2 separate regions of the Oryctolagus cuniculus genome follow, and region 2 is linked to region 1. The links are chromatin contacts, called in public Hi-C maps. All regions are on one chromosome and are shown on one strand. The core of a region is the stretch at or near the end of the contact, and the rest is flanking DNA. Distances in the headings are between cores, read along the strand shown. Region 1 holds the start of SPATA32 (spermatogenesis associated 32). Region 2 overlaps LOC103351585 (a long non-coding RNA gene).

Evidence for each region. A called contact is a pair of places that touch in the nucleus more often than the background predicts.
Region 2: a Hi-C map of psoas muscle shows a contact between it and region 1, with 8 times the contacts expected there. The contact joins the enhancer-like site here to the promoter of SPATA32 in region 1. A contact is called at or near these places in 4 of 6 Hi-C or Micro-C datasets (ear pinna, psoas muscle, skin fibroblasts and 1 more).

Annotation. Positions count from the first base shown.
Region 1 is chr17:18,462,259-18,468,680 of mOryCun1.1, reverse strand. SPATA32 (spermatogenesis associated 32) reads left to right here and starts at 4,741. Exons shown (of 5, transcript XM_008271596.4): 1 at 4,741-4,890. The coding sequence starts at 4,878. MAP3K14 (mitogen-activated protein kinase kinase kinase 14) reads left to right here. Exons shown (of 16, transcript XM_008271593.4): 12 at 1-254; 13 at 449-555; 14 at 882-1,026; 15 at 1,852-1,952; 16 at 2,144-3,591. The coding sequence ends at 2,308.
Region 2 is chr17:18,561,057-18,567,233 of mOryCun1.1, reverse strand. It overlaps LOC103351585 (a long non-coding RNA gene), which reads right to left. Exons shown (of 4, transcript XR_007911546.2): 3 at 3,531-3,686; 4 at 1-1,429. Among named protein-coding and RNA genes, the nearest start is that of ARHGAP27, 35 kb to the left of the region's middle. Within about 2 kb of position 4,108, at least 1 of the 8 cell types and tissues checked has an H3K27ac peak or open chromatin away from gene starts, as enhancers often do.

The DNA.
Region 1 (6,422 bases), core at 3,492-5,991:
TCAGGAGGCCCTGCATGCCCAGCCCAGGGAGCTCTCATCGGGGGACACCACAGGTGGGGCTCCTGAGCTCCAGCCTCTACCACCAGAGCCCCCAGAGCCGAACAAGTCTCCAACCCTGAACCTGAGCGAGGAGGAGTCTGGCACATGGGAACCCTTGCCTCTGTCCTCCCTGGACCCAAGCCCCGGCAGAAACCCCAGCTCACCAGAGCGGAAGACCACCTTCCCCGAGCAGGAGCTGCAGCAGCTGGAAATAGGTACAGGTGCACAGACACACGCAGGTGCACACGCGGGTACACACGCATGTACACACGCAGGTGCACACGCAGGCTGTGACTCCCCGAGCCCTGGCCCCGCCTCCCCCACGAGCCTGTGCTGTGGGCAAGAAGACACCTGGCGACGCGCACCCTCCTCCCAGTCTCTCACAGCCGTCCTCTGCCTCTCCCCGCAGAACTGTTTCTGAACAGCCTGTCTCAGCCATTTTCCCTGGAGGAGCAGGAACAAATTCTCTCGTGCCTCAGCGTCGACAGCCTCTCCTTGTCAGATGACAGCGAGAAGGTGAGTTGGCCATCATGCACCTCCCAGCCCTGGCATGGAGCCAGATGGCTACATCCAGCTGTGTGCAAGTGGTGGGGAAAGAGAGGGTAACTGAGCCACCCCTTTCTCCTCGGAGGGTCCTCACCAGGACAGGGGTCATGGCTTCTTAGAATGAGACTATCTATCTTCAGCACCCTGGGAATTAGGGCAGGGGTTTAGCTATGAGGGCTGTGGGGAGTTAGGATCTGCTCCCCTTCTCACGCGCCCCCACCCGAACAGCCAAGTACCTGCACAGCTCCTCACCCCAGGGAGGACCGGGGCTGAGTCTGTGCCAACTCTCGTTTCAGAACCCATCGAAGGCCTCTCAGAGCTCACGAGACACCCTGAGTTCTGGTGTGCACTCGTGGGGCAGCCAGGCAGAGGCTCGGAGCTCCAGCTGGAACATGGTGCTGGCCCGGGGGCGGCCCACTGACACCCCGAGCTACTTTAACGGTACAGTCAGAGTCTCATCAGCTTGGCAGCCAGGCTACCTGGCCTGAGGGATCCTTGAAGGGCTGAAGTCCTTCCCCTGGCACAGCGGGAGTTGGGGGTGAGGGGTGGAGAGGAAGGCACTTGGTGTCCAGAATGCCAGGTCTCCAGCCAGTAAGTCAGGTTCAGAGCGAAGGCCTTCACTGCCCAGGGGCGGTGGGGCGCTGAAGGACCTCGCTGGGGAGGGGAGCAGTCTCTCCCAGCCTAGAGACAAGAGTCAGAGCAGTGAATGTCTTCTGAAGGGAGAAGGAAGGAACAGGGCCCGTGGGCATTGTAAGCAAGACCTCAGCCACGGTGTGTTGGGCTCTGGTGCATAGCTTTGGTCATGACTTTGCTAGAACATGGGTTTCATCAACTACAGGTCCCTGTCTGTCCCCACGGCTGGTGTGACTCATGGCATCAGGCCCTCATGGCCTGGCGGACATGGCTTTGACCCAGGGAACAATCTGGGTTGCCCACTGTCTAATTTAAGAATTAAGAATTGTGTTCCCTTCCTTTCTGCTTCAAATCCAAGTAGGAAAACTACTTCCCCATAGAAGCCAGCCTCAGCTCTTAGCAATGTGCAGGCCAAATTCAGTTGTGCACAGCCAAAAAGAACTAGCAGGTGTATAATACTGGAGTTCATCTCTGCCACTTTATCACAGCTGTACCTAACTACACACACACACACACACACACACACACACACACACACAGGGCAGAGTAGCAAAGGGTTCCCCAGCTACTGCCAGAACTCTGCTCTGGGGGAGCCAGCAGCCACTCCTGACCATCACCTTGCCTACCTTCCAGGTGTGAAAGTCCAAATACAGTCTCTCAATGGCGAACACCTGCACATCCGAGAGTTTCACCGGGTCAAGGTGGGAGACATTGCAACTGGCATCAGCAGCCAGGTAAGGGGACAGTGGTGCCTGGGGTCCTCAGGACCGACCTTTGGGCCAGATGGGATTCCCTGAGCTTTCCAGAAGGAAAGCAAACAGTGTCCTTGGAGCTGCCCCCTAGGCTGGGGGCATCAGCTTTGCGCTGCTGGGTGGCTTCTCAGTCCTGCACTTCTGTCAGCCCACTGGTTTGTTCTACTCCCCAGATCCCAGCCGCAGCCTTCAGCTTGGTGACCAAAGACGGGCAGCCTGTTCGCTATGACATGGAGGTGCCAGACTCGGGCATCGACCTGCAGTGCACCCTGGCCCCCGATGGCAGCTTCGCCTGGAGCTGGAGGGTCAAGCACGGCCAGCTGGAGAACAGGCCCTAGCCCTGCCTCCACCTCGGGCTCCATCCTGCCCCTGTGGCCTTCCTTCTCGGTGTCGTGCGGAGACACAGGCTCAGCTGTCTCCAGGGATCTGCTATCCCTTGGCTCAGTGCTGTGACCAGGGGCTGGTAGCAGCCAGAGGCGTTGGGAGAGGGAGGTTCACAAACGCCTCCCAGGACTCCCCGCCGAGTCCTGTGCAGCCCAGCCAAGAGAACACTGTGCCCACAGGAGACAGAGGACTCCGCCCTCAGGGACAGAGAGGTCTTCTCTGCCCTGCTCCAGAAGCGTGGGTCAGACCTGTTTGGATCGGTGGCCGCTCAGGTAGTCAGGGGAGAGCACACCTGCCTTAGGGAGGAGGGACGAGCAAGCCCCGGGAGGGTGGCAGCGCCACAGGCCCACGCCAGGGCATCCAGAACCAGCTGTGGGGCCTCTCACACCTACCTGGCTCTCTGCCCCTCCCTTTCGTGAGTCAAGGAGGAAAGTGCCTGACGCCAGAACACAGCACACTTGCTAGGTCACTGCAGCACAGGGCCTGGTGGAACTCCGGTCCAGGCAAGGACCAGAGAAGGTGACAGAGTGAAGTGGTCCTCAGCCCGCAAGCACATTCGCCTTTGCTGCTGGGCTGCGCTCCTGCCCCTGCCTCCAGCTGGCTGGCACACATCTGTTCCCTCACCTGCAAAGAGGAGGACGAGAGGCCCACCCGGCAGGAGCAGCCCACAGGTGGGGCACGCTGGGCGCTATGGGGAGCAGCAGACACAAGCGCTGCTGCTCCCCGGGCCAGTGTCGGCGTCCAGCCCGCCGGCCCCCTGGAAACACTCCGCTGCCCCGTCACAGGGCACTGCCAGCTCCACGTTGCACTCTGATGAGCTCAAAGCACTTTCCCCGCAGCCCTCCAGGAGGCGAGCCAGTGGGCCTGCATGGTGCAGGCAGGCAAGGGGGTGGGGCAGAGGGCCTCGGCTCCACTCGGGCACGTGACTCCTCAAACCTCTTCCAGATTTTCCCACGAGCACCCCTTCCCCACCGCCCCAGCCACGCTTCTGGGGGAGCTGCTCAGGACTCATGTAGCATTAAATCAACTGTGAATTGTTGGGGGCAGGCACTGAGACTCCTCAGGAGAAACATGTCCGCGCTCGCCATGGTGGCCTCTGTCCAGCTGTTCCCCCAGGGCCAGCCAGCTCCCAGGGAGGGGCCCCGCCCCCAGCACATGAGGAACTGCAGCCTTGGTACTGTGGAGTTCGGGGTGGAGAGAATTTGCAAGCAATAAAGTTTGGGGTGATGTGTTCCTAGCCATGGTTGTTTCTTCTGCCCTGCCTCACTCCCCTCCCAACCCTACCTGCCGCCTGCTGCATGGGGACTTTTCAGGTTTCCCCTTGTTTGGGGCCAGGGCTACTTTCGGTCTGAGTGAGGCTGCTTTTCCTGCCACTCCTGGTGGGCGCTCCCAGTCCCACCTGGGGGCCATCATTCAGCCCAGCTGGGCAAGATGCCCACCCAGTGGCAGCAGGGAGGTTCCTGGCCAGCCACTGCCTGGCTGAGAGGAGGGGAAGGCGGGCGCCAAGGCCTGTGCCCCGTGCTGTCCCTGCTTTGGAGCACTCAGGACCACCGACAGTAAGCAAGGGGACAGGGTGCTGGGCGAGTGGTGCCACTTGGGACGTGTGTCCCTTCTCAGAGCGCCTGCTTCCCATCCAGCTTCCTGCTGATGTGAACCCTGGGAGGCAGCAGCTCAAGTACTTGAGTTCCTGCCCCCCGCCCCCCCCCCCCACGTGGGAGTTCCCGGCTCCTGGCTTCAGCCTGGCCCAGCCTGGCTGTTGTGGGCATTTGGGGAGCACACCAACAAATGGAATATCCCTCTCTGTCCCCCTAACACCCTCTTCTGTCTTTCAAAGAAGTTGAAAATATATTTAAAAAGGAGCTAGAGTCCTGGGCCCTGACCAGGCAGGATAAACAGGTAAGTAGTAGCACATGTCCTCCACCCCCCTCCTGCCCTGTGGCCTAACATCCAGGGAGTTGAACTGGTGCTGCCTCCTGAGAGCCTGCACGGAGCAGAGGTGACCCTGGGTGCCAGGGCACGTGGGGCGCCTTGTGTAACCTGGCTCCGCACCCCGTAAAGCTGTGCACCGGTATGTGCGTGCAGCTACAGGGCCCGGCCCCCGGCTCCCAGAGTGGGTACAAAGCGCCCTGCAGAGCCGGGCTTAGCCGCGCTGCGCCCACCATCCGAGGTCTTCGCAGAGGGACTGTGGCCACGGGCCGGGCCACCTTCACTAGGGGGCTCCCTCGGCCAAACCCACGGTGCTCCCCGGAGACCTGAGGACTAGCCCCTGCTCCGCAGCGGGATGTCACAGGGGCCGGCCCCCTTTGAGTCTCCAGCGCCCTCCACCCTGCAGCCTACGGGGGGCGCAGTGCAGGCGGAGGCGTCGTTGTGGGGACGTCACAGAGGCGGGGGGGGGGGGGGGTATCACAGGCGCCGGCACCTCAGCATCTCCAGCGCCCTCCACTAAGGCAAACAGCGCACTGGAGGCGGAGGGGCAGCAGCCACCTGACCGCTCCCCGCCTCCCCGACAGAGCCTCGGTCAGCATGGGGGCGACAGGTGGGAGCGGGCTTGGCGCCGGGGATCGGCGGGGGCGGGAGGGAAAGGGAAAGTGAGGGAGCAAGGCTCCGCCCCCGCTCACAAACCCGAGCCCCAGGGAGGGAAGTGCTGCCCAGCCAGGCCCCGCGGGGTGCAGCCTCGGCCCAGGAGCAGCGCCTTGCGGAAGGGATCCCCGGTCTAGGGAGAGAGCAGAGGGCTTGTGCCTAGGCTACCACTCGTGAACTCTCAAACAAGATAATCCCAACGGCACGCCCGCTGCCCCTGTTGGACCCGCGGAGCTGGAGCGGAGAGGAGCTGTCTCCAACACAAGTGTGTCCAGCTCCTGGGGGCTTGTACTGCTCTGCGGAGCTCCACTCCCCCTGGAACGGACCTTTCTTCCCTCCCAGGAGGACGTGGGCCAGCGCACAAACGTGCGGAGAATCAGTAACCAGAGAGCCCCTCCCCACGTTCCCCAACCCGAGGGCTAACGAGCTGACGCAGGCAACGTAGATCACCCGTGCGGCACCTAGCGGGCACCTTTCAGAGCGGCCGCGGTGTCGGAAGGGTGGGCGGACCCTGGCTTGTCCCAGAGAGCCTGTCTTGGGACAGCTGGGTTGGGCTTTCCAGCACGAATTGAATTTTGCCGGAGGGGCTTTGAGCTTAAGAACAGCTGCGCAAACCGGGCAGTTGGAGCGTGGGGCGAGGCAGCTGGATGCCAAGGGAGGAAAGCAGGCAGAGGCTGGATCACTGGGCATGACCCAGGGCAGAGGTGAGGCAGCAGGCTCGCTCTGGGGTCTGTGAGGGGCCCTGGTGAGAGGGCAATGTAGTTGCTGTGGTCCCACTGGAGACCTAAAGAAATGAACTAGTTGAAGGTGTTGCTATAGAACCCCTACCTGCGGGTCTGCTCGCCGGACGGGCAGAAAGCCGATCGCTGACACGGGGTGATGGAAGAAAGGTGTTTATTGCACAGTGCAGAGCACGGAGCCCGGCAGCTGCTGCTTACTTCCCTGGGTCCCCAAGAGGCAGGGATGCAGGTTCTAGATTGGAGTTGGGGCTGAGAGGTGCATGGTCAGCTCGTGTTCAAGTTCCTGGTTGGCCAGTGGTGCTCACTAAAGAGTGATGCCATGTTCTTTAGGGAAATTTTGATGGCCAGGTGGGCTTCGGTTGGTGTGGGGGTTACATGTAAGTGGGAGTCGCCTTCCACCCCAGACCTGAAATCTCCCAGCCCACACCTGGAATTCCCCTACCCAAACCCCTCTGGACCACACTGGCCAGCAGGATTTTATCTTATCAGAGAAGCAAAGGACTTCTTTAACCCAGTGATTCGAACCTTGTAGGGCCAGCTGTGCCACCCCCTTAATTCAGTGAATCCCTTCTGGTAAAGGACAGGCAAGGACACCTTGGGCTGAGGGAGACGAGAGGCTGGCCTTGCCTTTCCCTTAGAGGGTTCCGTCTCACATGTAAGAGCACAGGGGTTAGCACCTGGTGTGGAGCCAGCCACACCTGTGTTCAGGCCATGTGCTGCCCTCAACAGCCGTGTGAACGTGTGTATG
Region 2 (6,177 bases), core at 2,859-5,358, 99 kb before region 1:
GACAGAGACGATCCAGGCCGGGCCTGTTGGAACAGGGACCCAGGCGGGAACCGCTGCTGCCAGGTCTCCAAGATGCCTCCATTACCTGCGTCTGCAGTGGGGCCCTGAGGGTATGTCACAGGCTGGTGACTGTCCCCCAGGCACCCAGGGTGCCCACAGCAGCCACACTGACGCAAAGCAGTAAGGAGTGTACCGTCAACCAGCCCAGGAATTACGGGGAGGATGCCGGGGTGGCGGGGACTGCATGTGCAAGGGCCCTGGGGCAGAAGGAGCATGGGGAGAACTAAGCCTGAGAGCATGGAGCCCGCGGCCCAGAGGGCCTGGGGCTGAGGGGCAGCTGGACAGCTGACCAGGGACAGGGACGCCGGGCCCTCCAGAGCACATGAAGTGCGGGCCTGTGACCAAGGACACTGGGTCACCAAGGAAATGGGCTGAAGGCTCCCAAGCAGGGGTCTTGAGAACGTCACATCCCCTCCCCCACCACAGACTCCCGACTGCCAAGCTGCAGGAGCCGAACTACAGAACAGCAGGCAGAGAAGTTCTAGAATCATTGCATTTTCAAAAAGATTGTTTCATTTTATTTTATTTGAAATACAAAGTTACACAGATACCAAGAGATCTGTCTGCAGGTTCACTCCCCAGATGGCCACAACAGCCGGGGCTGAACCAGGCCAAAGCTTCATCCATGTCTCCTGCGTGGGGGCAGGGGCTCAAGTACTTGGGCCATCTTCCACTGCCTTCCCTGGCACTTCAGCAAGGAGCCAGATTGGACACGGAACAGCCAAGACTCAAATTGGCACCCATATAGGATGGTGGCATTGCAGGCGGCAACTTTACCCACTACGCCACACCACTGGCCCCGAATCGTCCCCTTTTGTCCCCAGGAGGCGATTCAGAAGTCCTTTGTCACCAGTGAGGACACGGGGACTCAGTGGTGAGCGCTGCAGGGTGCACTGGGTGTGGGGGCTGCGCTGGGCTTTGTCTGGACGGCACCTGCCCCGGAAGCTGCATCTGACTGGGGGACCCAATCAGGGGCTCAGGTTCTTCCCCGGGGCGCCAGCAAGGAGCTGCATAGGAAGCGGAGTAGCTGGGACTCGAACCAGCGCTCCGACCTGGGATGAGGGCGCCCAAGCAGCCGCTTAACCACTGCGCCCCACCACCAGCCCCAGGCTCACTCTGAGGCCCAAGGCTGATGCTATGCCCACCCTGCTTACAACCTTCCCACTCAGCCTTGGGGGGGACCACGTGGACTGCCCGGTCTGCAGTGTGACAGTGGCTCCGTGCTGGGCCTGGAACTGGCCAGGCCAGATTCAAACCCAAGCTCCACAGTGCCCTGCGGGAAGATTCCAGTCACTGGTTCCTCGTCTGTGTCCTGGCTTCTTCATCTGGAGGATGGGGATGCGACAGCAGTGCCAGCCTCCTCGTGCGGCTGCGGAGATGACCGGGCTAACCCTTGCCGCGCTCTGAGAGGTCTGGCCCGAGCACACACTCAGTAAACACCTGCCGGGCCCTGTGCCTCACTCGCTCTCGGGCCTTCTGTGCTGGCCCCCGGTCAGCTTCTCAGGGCCTGTGCCCATGCCTGCCTTGTTCCTACAGAGAGAGCTGGGGCAACTATGTGTGCTTGGCCGGCAACTTCAGCTATGCACACCTGCCTAGAGAGCTCTAGAGTTCCCATGATTAGTAAGGGAGACCCGTGCCGCACGCACGGCCCAGAGCCAGGCTCGCGAGCCGGGCACAGAAAGGGCAGGGAGGAACCCCGGGAGTGCAGCCAGGGGGCCTGGTGGGCAGGACCTGGCTTGAGACCCTCTGCTTGTAGAGTTTAGGAGCAATCTCTCCATGACGTCAGCCCAGTGGTGGCATGGGGTGGGGCAGCGGGGACAGGAGGGCACCCACTGGGATTAGCACAAGCAGCCCTGCCCGGGGGACACCCTGTGCTGCCTGAGGGCAGGCGTCCTCCTGCACCTGCCTCCAGGGAGGGCCCGGGAGATGGCAGACTGGTGCTCACTCGGGCAGAAGATGCCAGGCCATGCAGGGCTTCTTGTCCTGCTGGGACGGTGGACTTCATTTTTGAAAAAGCATTTGAGAGAGAGAGAGACAGATAGAGAGATCTCCCATCTGTTGCTTCACTCCCTAAATGCCTGCAGCAGCCAGGGCTCGGCCAGGCCAAAGCTGGGACCTAGGAACTCAGTGTAACTCCCCACGTGGAGAGCCAATCACGCGAGCCATCACGGCCGCCTGGCAGGGTGTGCATGAGCAGGAAGCTGGAGTCAGGAGGCAGAGCCAGGATTCAAATGCAAGCACCCAATGTGGGATGCAGGCGTCCTAACCAGCGTCTCAGACCAGACACCTGCCCGTGACCTTTCTCCTCCTTCTCCTTCCCCTTCCCCTTCCCCTCCTCCTCCTCCTCCTCCTCCTTCTCCTTCTTGTTTATTTTATTTGAAAGGCAGAGTTATAGAAAGAAGGAGCGGCAGAGAGAGCTCTTCCATCCACTGGTTCACTCCCCAAATGGCCACAATGGCCAGGGCTGGTCAGGCCGAAGCCAGGAGCTTCCTCCAGGTCTCCTACATGGGTGCAGGGGCCCAAGGACTTGTGCCATCTTCCACTGCTTTCCTACGCCATAGCAGGGAGCTGGATCGGAAGTGGAGCAGCTGGGACTCGGAACTGGGACCTTTGAGGATGCCAGTGATGCAGGTGGAGGCTTAACCCGCTCATAGGCACTGTGCCACTGCGCTGGCCCCTGAACTTCATTCTTTATGGCCCATGGGACAGAATGAATAATTGGTAGAGAGGGGTCCCGTGTGCCCATCACCCACTTCCCCCAGGGGTGACATCTTACATAACTCCAGTGCGTTAGCAAAACCAGGGAAGTGACTGGCAGGCGCTGACCACAGCTGCCGGACTGCGGCCCTCACCTGATCTTGCCATTCTGCACGCACCCATGTTTCGGTCATCTTTGTGCACAACTCCCTGGCACTTTATCACAGGTGCACAGCTGCACTTTATCACAGGTGCACAGCCGCAGTCAAGGCACAGAACGGCTCAATCAGCTCTATGGTCTGGGGAGGGTGTTTGATACAGCTGTTAGGACGCTCCCGAGGTTCATGTCAGAGGGCCCAGGTTCAGGTCCCAGCTCAGCCCCCAGCGCTAGCTTCTTGCGGAAGCAGATTCTGGGAGACAGGAAGTAGTGGCTCAAGCAGCTGGGTCCCTGCCACCCATGAGGCTGGCTCCTGGCTTTGACCTGGCCCAAACCCGACTATTGCAGGTATTTGAGGAATGAACAGTAGATAGGAGAACTCTGTCCTGTCTCTCTGCCCTTCAAATAGATAAACAAACAAACATTAGAAAAATGGGGCCCAGTGTAGTGGCACAGTGGGTTACACTGCCACCTGCAACACCAACATCTCCTATGAGTCCTTGGGCCCCTGCACCCACATGGGAGACCCGGAGGAAGCTCCTGGCAGGCCCCCCCCCCCCCCCCCCCCCCGCTCCGCCCCGCAACCTTGCGTTTCTCCCATCGCCGCGATTTTTACCTGGGGACTGTAATACACGTGGACTCACACAAGGGGGAGCTCTTCCAGCCATCCTGTCCCTCTCCGCTTCGTGCCGCCAGATCCATTCAAGTGGCCGCGGGTACCAGTCCTACTGAGTAGTATTCCACAGCTACGCTTTTAAAGAGGGTCTCTCGGCTGCAGGGAAGGATGGAGAGCAATGAGGAAACTTCTAGTATCCACAGACGCATCCCAGCCAGACCTCATGCCATGTCTGCTCAGCCTGGAGCTGGCCCTGATTTTAGGCCTGCTGTGTGAGCATCTGCCAGAGATATTGGAGTGCTGGAAGCAGAGCTGCCAGCAGGGGGTGCTAAATGCCTATTGCCCAAGGGGTGATTCCAACTGGGCACAGGAGGAGGCTTAGCATGAGCTCTGGGCCTTTGTGCAAGTGGGCCAAGAAAACTCCGGCTTGTCTCCCTCTCGACCTCAACCCACAGGTTCGCATCCAGCCCTGAGCTCCAAGGCTGGGAGATGAGGCTGATGATGTAGCCCCCCGGGGAGAGGCAGGGTGAGTCCTGGAGGAGGTGGGCTGGGTGGGCAGAGAGAAGCCCATTAGCTTCCCTGAGCTCAGGCTACAGGGCTGGGCTTCAGCACCTCTGCCTGCCCATCCTCCCCACTCCAAAAACTACTGCCCTTCCCCAGCCTGCTTCTTCCACACCTGGAGCCTTAGGCTTTGCCCCTGTGTTCTACATCCCCTGTCAGTCTCCTCCCTGCCTGCAAGTCACCACCCTGTGCCCTGCAGCCATGTGGTTTTAGCACCAGTCACAGGTGCAGGCTGGGCACTTACTGTGTTGGCTTCTGCCACTGCAGGGGAGCCAGGCCAACATTCCCAGGGGCCCAGGAGTCAGCCGCCTCTGGTTCCTCTGCCGGGTGGTGGGCACCCTCCTCAGACGTGCACCTGCACCCCTCACCATCGGAATCCAGCCCACTCTCTCTGCACCATTTTTTTTTAATTTTTGACAGGCAGAGTTGACAGTGAGAGAGAGAGACAGAGAGAAAGGTCTTCCTTTGCCGTTGGTTCACCCTCCAATGGCTGCTGCGGCCGGCGCGCTGCGGCTGGTGCACCACGCTGATCCGAAGGCAGGAGCCAGGTGCTTCTCCTGGTCTCCCATGGGGTGCAGGGCCCAAGCACTTGGGCCATCCTCCACTGCCTTCCCGGGCCACAGCAGAGAGCTGGCCTGAAAGAGGGGCAACCAGGACAGAATCCGGCGCCCCGACCGGGACTAGAACCCAGTGTGCCGGCGCCGCAAGGTGGAGGATTAGCCTAGTGAGCGGTGGCGCCGGCCTCTCTGCCATTTTTACCCCATCTCCAGCTCCCTGGCCCCTGGCTCCTAGCTACCCACTCACTCACTGGTGCTCAGCCTCCCTGGGTGTCTCTCTCACCAGCACCTGCAGGTCGCCACCTCCACATCCTTGTGCAAGGTGTCCCCCCGTGCCAGCTGACCTCCCCCTGTTCTCTGCCACCAGCCCCACTCCTCCAGGAAGCTGTCAGTGCACAGCACGGAGCGGCCTTTTAAAAATGTGAGTCTCAGCCTCTGTGTCCCCAAATGTGTGTGTTGTGTGCACTTTGAATAGACTCTCCCCGTGCGGCCCTGCCAAAGAAAGCCGAGCGCACTTAGCACCTGCCTGGAAATCTTCTCCTTCGTGCCCGGGTGCCCACAGCCTGGCTCTCAGGAGGGCCCAGCGAAGACTTTTTCTTTTTTTTTTTTAAGATTTATTTACTTATTTGAAAGTCAGAGTTACACAGAGAGAGGAGAGGCAGAGAGACAGAGAGAGGTCTTCCATCTGATGGTTCACAATGGCCACAATGGCCGGAGCTGCACCGATCAGAAGCCAGGAGCCAGGAGCTTCTTCCAGGTCTCCCCTGTGGGTGCAGGGGCCCAGGACTTGGGCCATCTTCTGCTTTCCCAGGCCATAGTAGAGAGCTGAATGGGAAGTGGAGCAGCCGGGTCTTGATGCTGGCGCTTCAAGCCAGGGTGTTAACCAACCCACTGCGCCACAGCGCCAGTCCCCACAAAGACTTTTTTTTTCAACATTTCTTTCTTCCTTTTCTTTCTGTCTCTCTCCCTTTCTTTCTTGACAGAGTGAGGGGCTGCGTGTTGTGGTGCACAGGGCCTAAGCTACTGCCTGAGGTGCCAGCATCCCATATGGGAGCCAGTTCGAGTCCCAGCTGTTCCACTTAAGACCCAGCTCCCTGCTAATGGCCTGGGAAAGCAGCGGAAGATGGCCCAAGCGCTTGGGTCCCTGCATCCACGTGGGAGACTCAAAAGAAGCTCTGGCTCCTGGCTTCAGCCTGGCCCAGCCCTGGTCATTTTGGCAATTTGGGGAGTGAACCAGTGGGTGGAAGACCTCTCTCTGTGTCTCTCTATCTGCCTCTCTCTCTCTCTCTGTAACTTTGCCTTTCAAATAAAAAATAAATCTTCAGAAATTTTTTTTACTAAAACATCTTTTAATTCCAATTTCCATGTACTTTTCGAAGTATGCTACATAACCAATAAATAAAACACGCCCAATTTCATAAGTCATCAGAGAAATGCAAATTAAAGACACGTGATATCAGCGTGCACATCCACCAGGGCTAAAATGAAACCGAGTTCCAGGAGCGAACGCCAGCACGGCCGGGCAGCAA